Linked DNA regions of Xenopus tropicalis: region 1 is linked to region 2. A link is a contact called in public Hi-C data. All regions are on one chromosome and are shown on one strand. The core of a region is the stretch at or near the end of the contact, and the rest is flanking DNA. Distances in the headings are between cores, read along the strand shown. Region 1 holds the start of lamc2 (laminin subunit gamma-2). Region 2 holds the start of tor3a (torsin family 3, member A).

What was found. A called contact is a pair of places that touch in the nucleus more often than the background predicts.
Region 1: a contact with region 2 is called in a Hi-C map of neurula embryo, with 2.0 times the contacts expected there. The contact joins the promoter of lamc2 here to the promoter of tor3a in region 2. A contact is called at or near these places in 2 of 5 Hi-C or Micro-C datasets (neurula embryo and tailbud embryo).

The regions. Positions count from the first base shown.
Region 1 is chr4:100,027,008-100,030,385 of UCB_Xtro_10.0, reverse strand. lamc2 (laminin subunit gamma-2) reads left to right here and starts at 1,766. Exons shown (of 23, transcript XM_002937367.5): 1 at 1,766-1,963. The coding sequence starts at 1,882.
Region 2 is chr4:99,849,493-99,852,655 of UCB_Xtro_10.0, reverse strand. It overlaps tor3a (torsin family 3, member A), which reads right to left and starts at 1,723. Exons shown (of 6, transcript NM_001030421.2): 1 at 1,313-1,723; 2 at 759-872; 3 at 1-171. The coding sequence starts at 1,562.

The DNA of each region.
Region 1 (3,378 bases), core at 517-3,016, 180 kb before region 2:
AACAGATTCTTATACCTGTACTTGGCTTTGCTGTTAACCAGTTTAGACTGCTCTATTGCTAATGCTAAGTACTAAATAACATGCTGATTATTAGCAGGTTGCTATGATGACACGAGCCATGAAGGATGGGCTTGGCTTTCCTGCCTACACTTTCCCTATTTGTTTTATGTAGCCGGAGGGCAGACAGTCTGCGCAGAGCGGGAGTGTCTCACCGCAGCCTCTATCTCTGTCTCCTAAAGACATATTGCAATATACGGCTCAGCTGGGCGTCATTCCTCTGACCCTGCACCAATCACTCCTTAAACTGAGCTGGAATCTGATTCACTATGTGTTTCCTGTCTGCTCCACTCAAACCAGCGTAGGGTTGCTACCTGTCTGGCATTTTATTAGCCCAGCTGATAAAAATGATGCCTGATGCCAATGTTATTAATAGGATGAAAGGCCAGTTTTCTCCAGAAAGTGTGGCAAACCTATTTGCAAGTGCTACATTATTGTGGCCAACTACCTGTGAGTCCACTGGGGATGAAGTTATGAAGGGTATTTTCCCTTGGTCCCATGCATCAGAAGGCCTCTTTTGGGGGAAATAGTTAAAAGAGTAAAGGACCTATAAGTTATTTAATGCTTTATTTAATGTTCTTCAAACCCAGGTGGAACGCAACATGCTTCATGTCACCTATGTTCGGCGCTTTTATCCTCCGGTGTCAGTACGGGTACATAAGAAAGAATGGATTGCATTTTGTCTTGCACTTCCCTGCGGTGGAACACAGGACAACTCCACCTCAGGGGAACTCAGGGCAAAACACCCATCTGTACCAGCCCTTGAGGTTTGTTTCCTCATAACATCTTCCATAACTGACTATAGTATATATTCTGATATATAAAGAACATTCTGCCAGCACAAAGCCAAGATGTAAAAAATCTCATATTTATTATAAATCCTTAAATATAGAATTACTATAGATATAAAAAGTGTGTTTGGGCTTGAATTTTAGGTACATTGTCACTTAATCATTTGGATTACGTTGATGGAAGGTGCCTGTCGCCTATGTACAAACAAACATCTCACTAATAATACATGTTTATTGACAATGGTCTATATTTTCCTTCTATACAGTATATTCCTTCTCTGCATATGGGCACTTATACTTATGAGAGAAGAACAGTTATATTGTTTGTTGCATTATTGCACATAGTCTCCAATAGAACATCACCTTGTGTCCTATTGAGGGCTCAGGATAATATATCAGACAAGCAAACAGTATGGCATCTCCCATTCACAATTATTTTGATTGAGGATTATCTTTCATTTCCATTGATCTTAGAATTTCCAGGTTTAAACTTAAACCAATTAGTTTATCTAATCGGCGCCAGAGGGCTCAGTAATTTATTAGACAGGTTTAATTGGCATTTGCAGAACCTGTAATTCTACTGGATACATATTTAATAAAAAGCAGATGAACTATAAAGAGCACAAAGCTAATGGAAAGGTTTTGTGGTTTAGGAAGGGAAATTCAATTGTTTGTATGATATCATTTTTGTAACATGCCAAAGCTGTAATATAGGTATAATAGGTATGATATTAAAATATAAAATCCACGGGAAATGGGTAGCTCCCTCTCCTGTGTGTAACACTGTCAGGCTTTGACTGGTGTAGTGCAGGAATTTTCATGTGTATCTGTTAGAGAGGAGAAGGGTTGGGCTCTTAATCACATGGGTGAGTCACAACATTAGATCTTTGTGTCTGTAATGAGTCAGGCAACTCAGGTCTCATAAACACACCTGAAGGGGGGACTCACACAGACACATTGCACACAACGAGCCACAGACACAACATAATAATACATAAACCTCACCGCACTGGTAGTTGGCTTCTACACTATAATGGACTTGTGGGGGTACCTGACCCGGATCCTGACCTTCACGCTGGTCCTGGCAGTGGTGACAGAGACACATGGCAGAGAAGGTGAGCTATGCCCTTGTGCTTCCTTGCAGAAAGATCCAGTTCATAAGGATTTAGGGGGAATTTGTAAGCAGTCATGCATGGCAGCTGGAGATGACTGCCTTTTGTGTTAGGCATACTGGCAAACAGGTTAGCAGTTATGGTATACAATTTATTTTCCGATAATACAAATACATTATTATACTGATTTTAGATTATATAACCCTTTTGCCACAGGAATAGTAAGCAGAAGCAATGCAGTTTGCGCCAATGCATTTCAGGCATTAAAATAAAATCACTAAGCATGAGATGGAGAAATGTAAATAGTAAATTGTTTAAACTTTATAAGCATTTTGTATAAAACTAGAGTCCAGTATCTGGTAGAAATCAGTCTGAGTTCTCTTGAAAACATCTCACAACTCATGTTTACAACTGTATTATTGTTTAAATGCCAGGGAATTCCCTATCATTGAATTGAACTGAAGAAGCCACTTGGACGAGTGGAGAAACATTTTAAAAAAAACTCAGAAAATTCAGTAGCTTTAGACTCAATTCCACTAGATACTGGAAGTCATGACCTGGATTATTGAGAATCTTAATGAGACAAAAGAAGAGTAGATTCTAGAGTAGATTCTAGATTGTTCCTAATTGAGTGGATAGTGGTTTCTGGATTTTACAGTGGATTAACTCCTACGCATACAGTTTTGGTCAAAGTTTTTCATATGGCATCAAAGCCTGCTCTGTCAGCAGACTCTACAAAATACTGGAATAAGGCAATTATTCATGCAATTATCCACCTGATATATTTAAATGGAAATTAACCTTATTAAACCTTTTTTTCTGCCATTATAAAATATCATAAATTCAGTAACAATTCTGTCCTCATATTTTACATGTTAGATTATATACAGTGTTTTTGTTATTTTTTTTTTATTAAAGGGTAGGACAATTGTGGAATTATTTGCGATAAAGGTACATAAATTAGGCAAGTGGTGGTATGTGCCTACATTTCTATGTTATGACTGCCCTTAGGTCATGAAAAAAACTTTGAATAACTACAAGTTCTTATAAGCTTTGTTCCTAGTCAAATTGGCTTCTGCTTTGCTGCACCAGCCCCTTACAGACATTGGCTTTCTTTAAATAGGAATTTGAGAATGAATTAATACTGAAATTAGCCTAGTCCTATACAGGTCTGGCTAGGAATGATCTAAGTGGGTCGATGTGCACTACTATGAGGGGACCTGGTACTAAATTGCATAATAATAACAACAATGTTTATTGGTATCTTTTTAGCCCTGGTGGCTCTATGTAAGAAATTACACTCCTGTACCAAATGTATTGTATGGAAGCAGGGGCACATTATGTCAACAACCCCATGCCCTATATTACTTTTGAACATCAGCTAATACAAAAAAGGAGTTGCCATTGTTTGCTACAAT
Region 2 (3,163 bases), core at 474-2,973:
CTGCTATGATCCGGGCAGCTAAATTCTTGCCAGTACCAGTCCATCCATGAAAGGAGAGAGCCAGTGGCTTTAGGGGTTCTCCATGTTGCAGGAACCTCTCTAGGTAGGTTAAGATCAACCCTTCTGCCACATGCTGTCCGTGCAGCCTCCTGCCAAGATCCCATCGTAAGCCTAAAATGGGTGCACCTAACAGTCAGAAATATGGAACACTGCTTTTCAGTGACTCCACTGGTCCCTAAAGTGTATGTGGGAATATTATAAATAATAACCCTTATAAGTGACACCAATAAAGTCTTATTCTTTCCAGAATGCTAGATATTCCTGGGATTTGCGTTGGGCACTACATAGTTCCAGGGGCTTTGCTTAGAAGGCGGAGTGTAGCAGGGCAGCTGTACAGTAGTAGTACTAGAGCAGCAGTGTACCATATTATGTTAAAGATGTTCTGGGGCTTTGTGTGTTCCTTATAATAGTTATTTACATATACACGAGGTATGGGACTGAAGGTTTAATTCAGGCAGGTAGAAATGAATTATAGGATGGAAGTATGGGTTGGAAGCAGTAGCATGGTAACTGGGTTACTGCTATTCAAACATTATAGAAAAATGTTTTTATATCCTAGCATAACCCAATGTACCTAATGTAACATATTCCTTTAAAATATGAAATCATGAATATTATTCTGTAGCATTAGATTATTAGTCTGTAGCATCTCATACAGCCAGAGAGACAACCAAACACCTGCACATCTACAATCTCACCTGTCAGATTATTAGTGATTCTGTCATCCAACAGACCTGCATGGTCAGTCACTCTGGCATACCAGTCCGATAGCATCTGCATGGGATCCCAGCTACCAGTGGGCCAGGACCAGGCTGTAAACGTATAGAGATGGAGGGGTTACATGGATCATATGTTGCTAGACTGTAAATTTTGCATTCCCACGTATTAAAAAAGTAGAGGAAGACAGGCAACCAAATGAAAGAGGTTTCTTTAAAAAGAGACACCGTATAAGAGATATGATCAGCATATACAGAGAAAGCACATATACGGGTCTGTTTTCCAAAATTCTGTAAACCTGACCCAAGGGCATTCACCAAGACTGGTGAAAGAAGATTTTTAAACCAGCATAGCAATCTTTTTATGCTATTCAGTCCATGTCTAGGACCTGCAACCTCTTTTAAGTTAAGCTGTTGCTTAACTACAGTACAAGCTTTGAAAAGATGCTGGGAGGTAAAGTTCAGCAATACTTTGAGAGCCACAGGCTGCAGGTCTAGGTATTGGTCAATGAAGGAAAAAAATGTATTACACTCACCTGGATGGGCTTTCTTGTCCCCATCACATTTGTCAGGCCACAACCAGCACTGTAAGTCATGGGCATATTCCATGGAAAGCAGAGTCAGCTCCTGCATCTGGTGGGTACCACTTGTGAGCCATGTGTTAGCCGGTCTGTCCCTCTCTTCTTCCCCTCCTTCCTTTGGGCCCGGACTCCCCTGCCCAGTGCAGAGCCTGCACGGTGTCTGTAGGAGAAGCAGCAGGAAAGGAAGCAACCAGCCCATTGCCATTACTGCTCCTACCCGTTAGCTTCTGGTTTGCCCCTTCGCTCTTACCCTGCTGTTATGCAAGCTTCCTTTCTATTGGCGGGACACTGGGCAAGTAGGGAAGGAATAGTGCTACTTGCGGTGTGTCTGACTGCGTCACATCAAGTCATGCCTCCTTAACTACAGGGAATCATGTGTCACCTAAGGATTACGTCTCAGCTACAGCGTATGAGAGTGCCAGGGCCACGCCTATTTGCTTTGGAACTCTCCCTTTAGCCCAGCTCCTTGCCCAGCCACACTCTGACATCAGCTTCCCGGCTGGAGCTGCCCACACAAGGATCCCCCCCCCCGCTGCCTCCCCCACACGCCTGTAACCTGTGGGCTCCTCCACCTGGGACAGAGCTGTGTCATAATTCAGCAAGCAGTCTGTCACTTAGCTGAATCTGGGAATGCAAAGAGAATTGCGAACTTGTGAACCTGCAGTGTCATTATGTATTCAGCTCTCCCAGTATCAGGCATATGTTAAAGGGTAACTAAAATAACAGAGAAAACTGAGTTAATGTCTGTCCTGCAAAGACACCAGAAATCATTAATCCAGCCCTCTCAGCTTTGTTATCACTTACCTCCAAATAGAATATTTCATCAATAGACTTCATAGGGCTCATGTACTAAAGCATGCACAATCATTGGTGCAATTCACCACATTGCTGCTATCAGGTGCTAAACTTTAATACCAGATGTACAATCGCCGGATAGTAAGTTCCACCTACAAGAGAAGGGGCAGCCTGGTCAGTCCAGAAGTTAGGTACTCAGCACCTTTGTGCCAGCACTTGCTAGGCATTAAACTATGCCTCACTATGGTGAACTGGAGCAAGTTGCAAGTGTAAATTAATGCAAGTATACATAAATAGTATTTGCAGTGTCGGACTGGCCCACCAGGATACCAGGAAAACTCCCAGTGGGCCCAGGTGTAAGTGGGCCCTTCTGTTCCTGACCATTTGGCCTGTTTCATTCCCTATTTGTGAAAGGGAAGAAAGAGGAGAAATACATGGAAGAATAGATCCTAGCATGTAAATAAAAGAGACTAGGAGATAAAGAGGTTGGGTGAGGAAAGAAGGAAAAATAGTTTGGAGAGTGGGCCTAGGGTCTAAGGTTTTCTGGTGGCCCCTGGGTTCCCAGTCCAACACTGAGTATTTGGATAGGTGCAATTTGCGCTCTTTTTAAGTGAAAGTCTAACCTAAAGGAATGAGAGTGTAGATAGGAAAGACAAGGTCTCCCCATGCTGTTACAGAATAAGAACTGCCTGCATCACTGAGTGGAAGTAGATATTCAGTGACAGCTGGCAGGCCACCTTCTGATATTTACTACTGGATAATTACATATTCCTCCATGTGTTCATTTACGCCCCCCCAGCTGTTACAAAACAAGAGCTGCTTGCACCCTTGCCTGGAGGTCATTCATTAGTGACAGCTGGAGGGCCACCTTTTGACAGTGCTATTGGATACTGACAAAAATGTATGTTCCTCTATTTGAGCAGGTGGCCCTCCAGCTGTAGCAAAACAAGGACTGCCTGCACCCTTGACCAGAGTGCTATGTAGTTACACAGGTACATTAGGAGTTGTCCC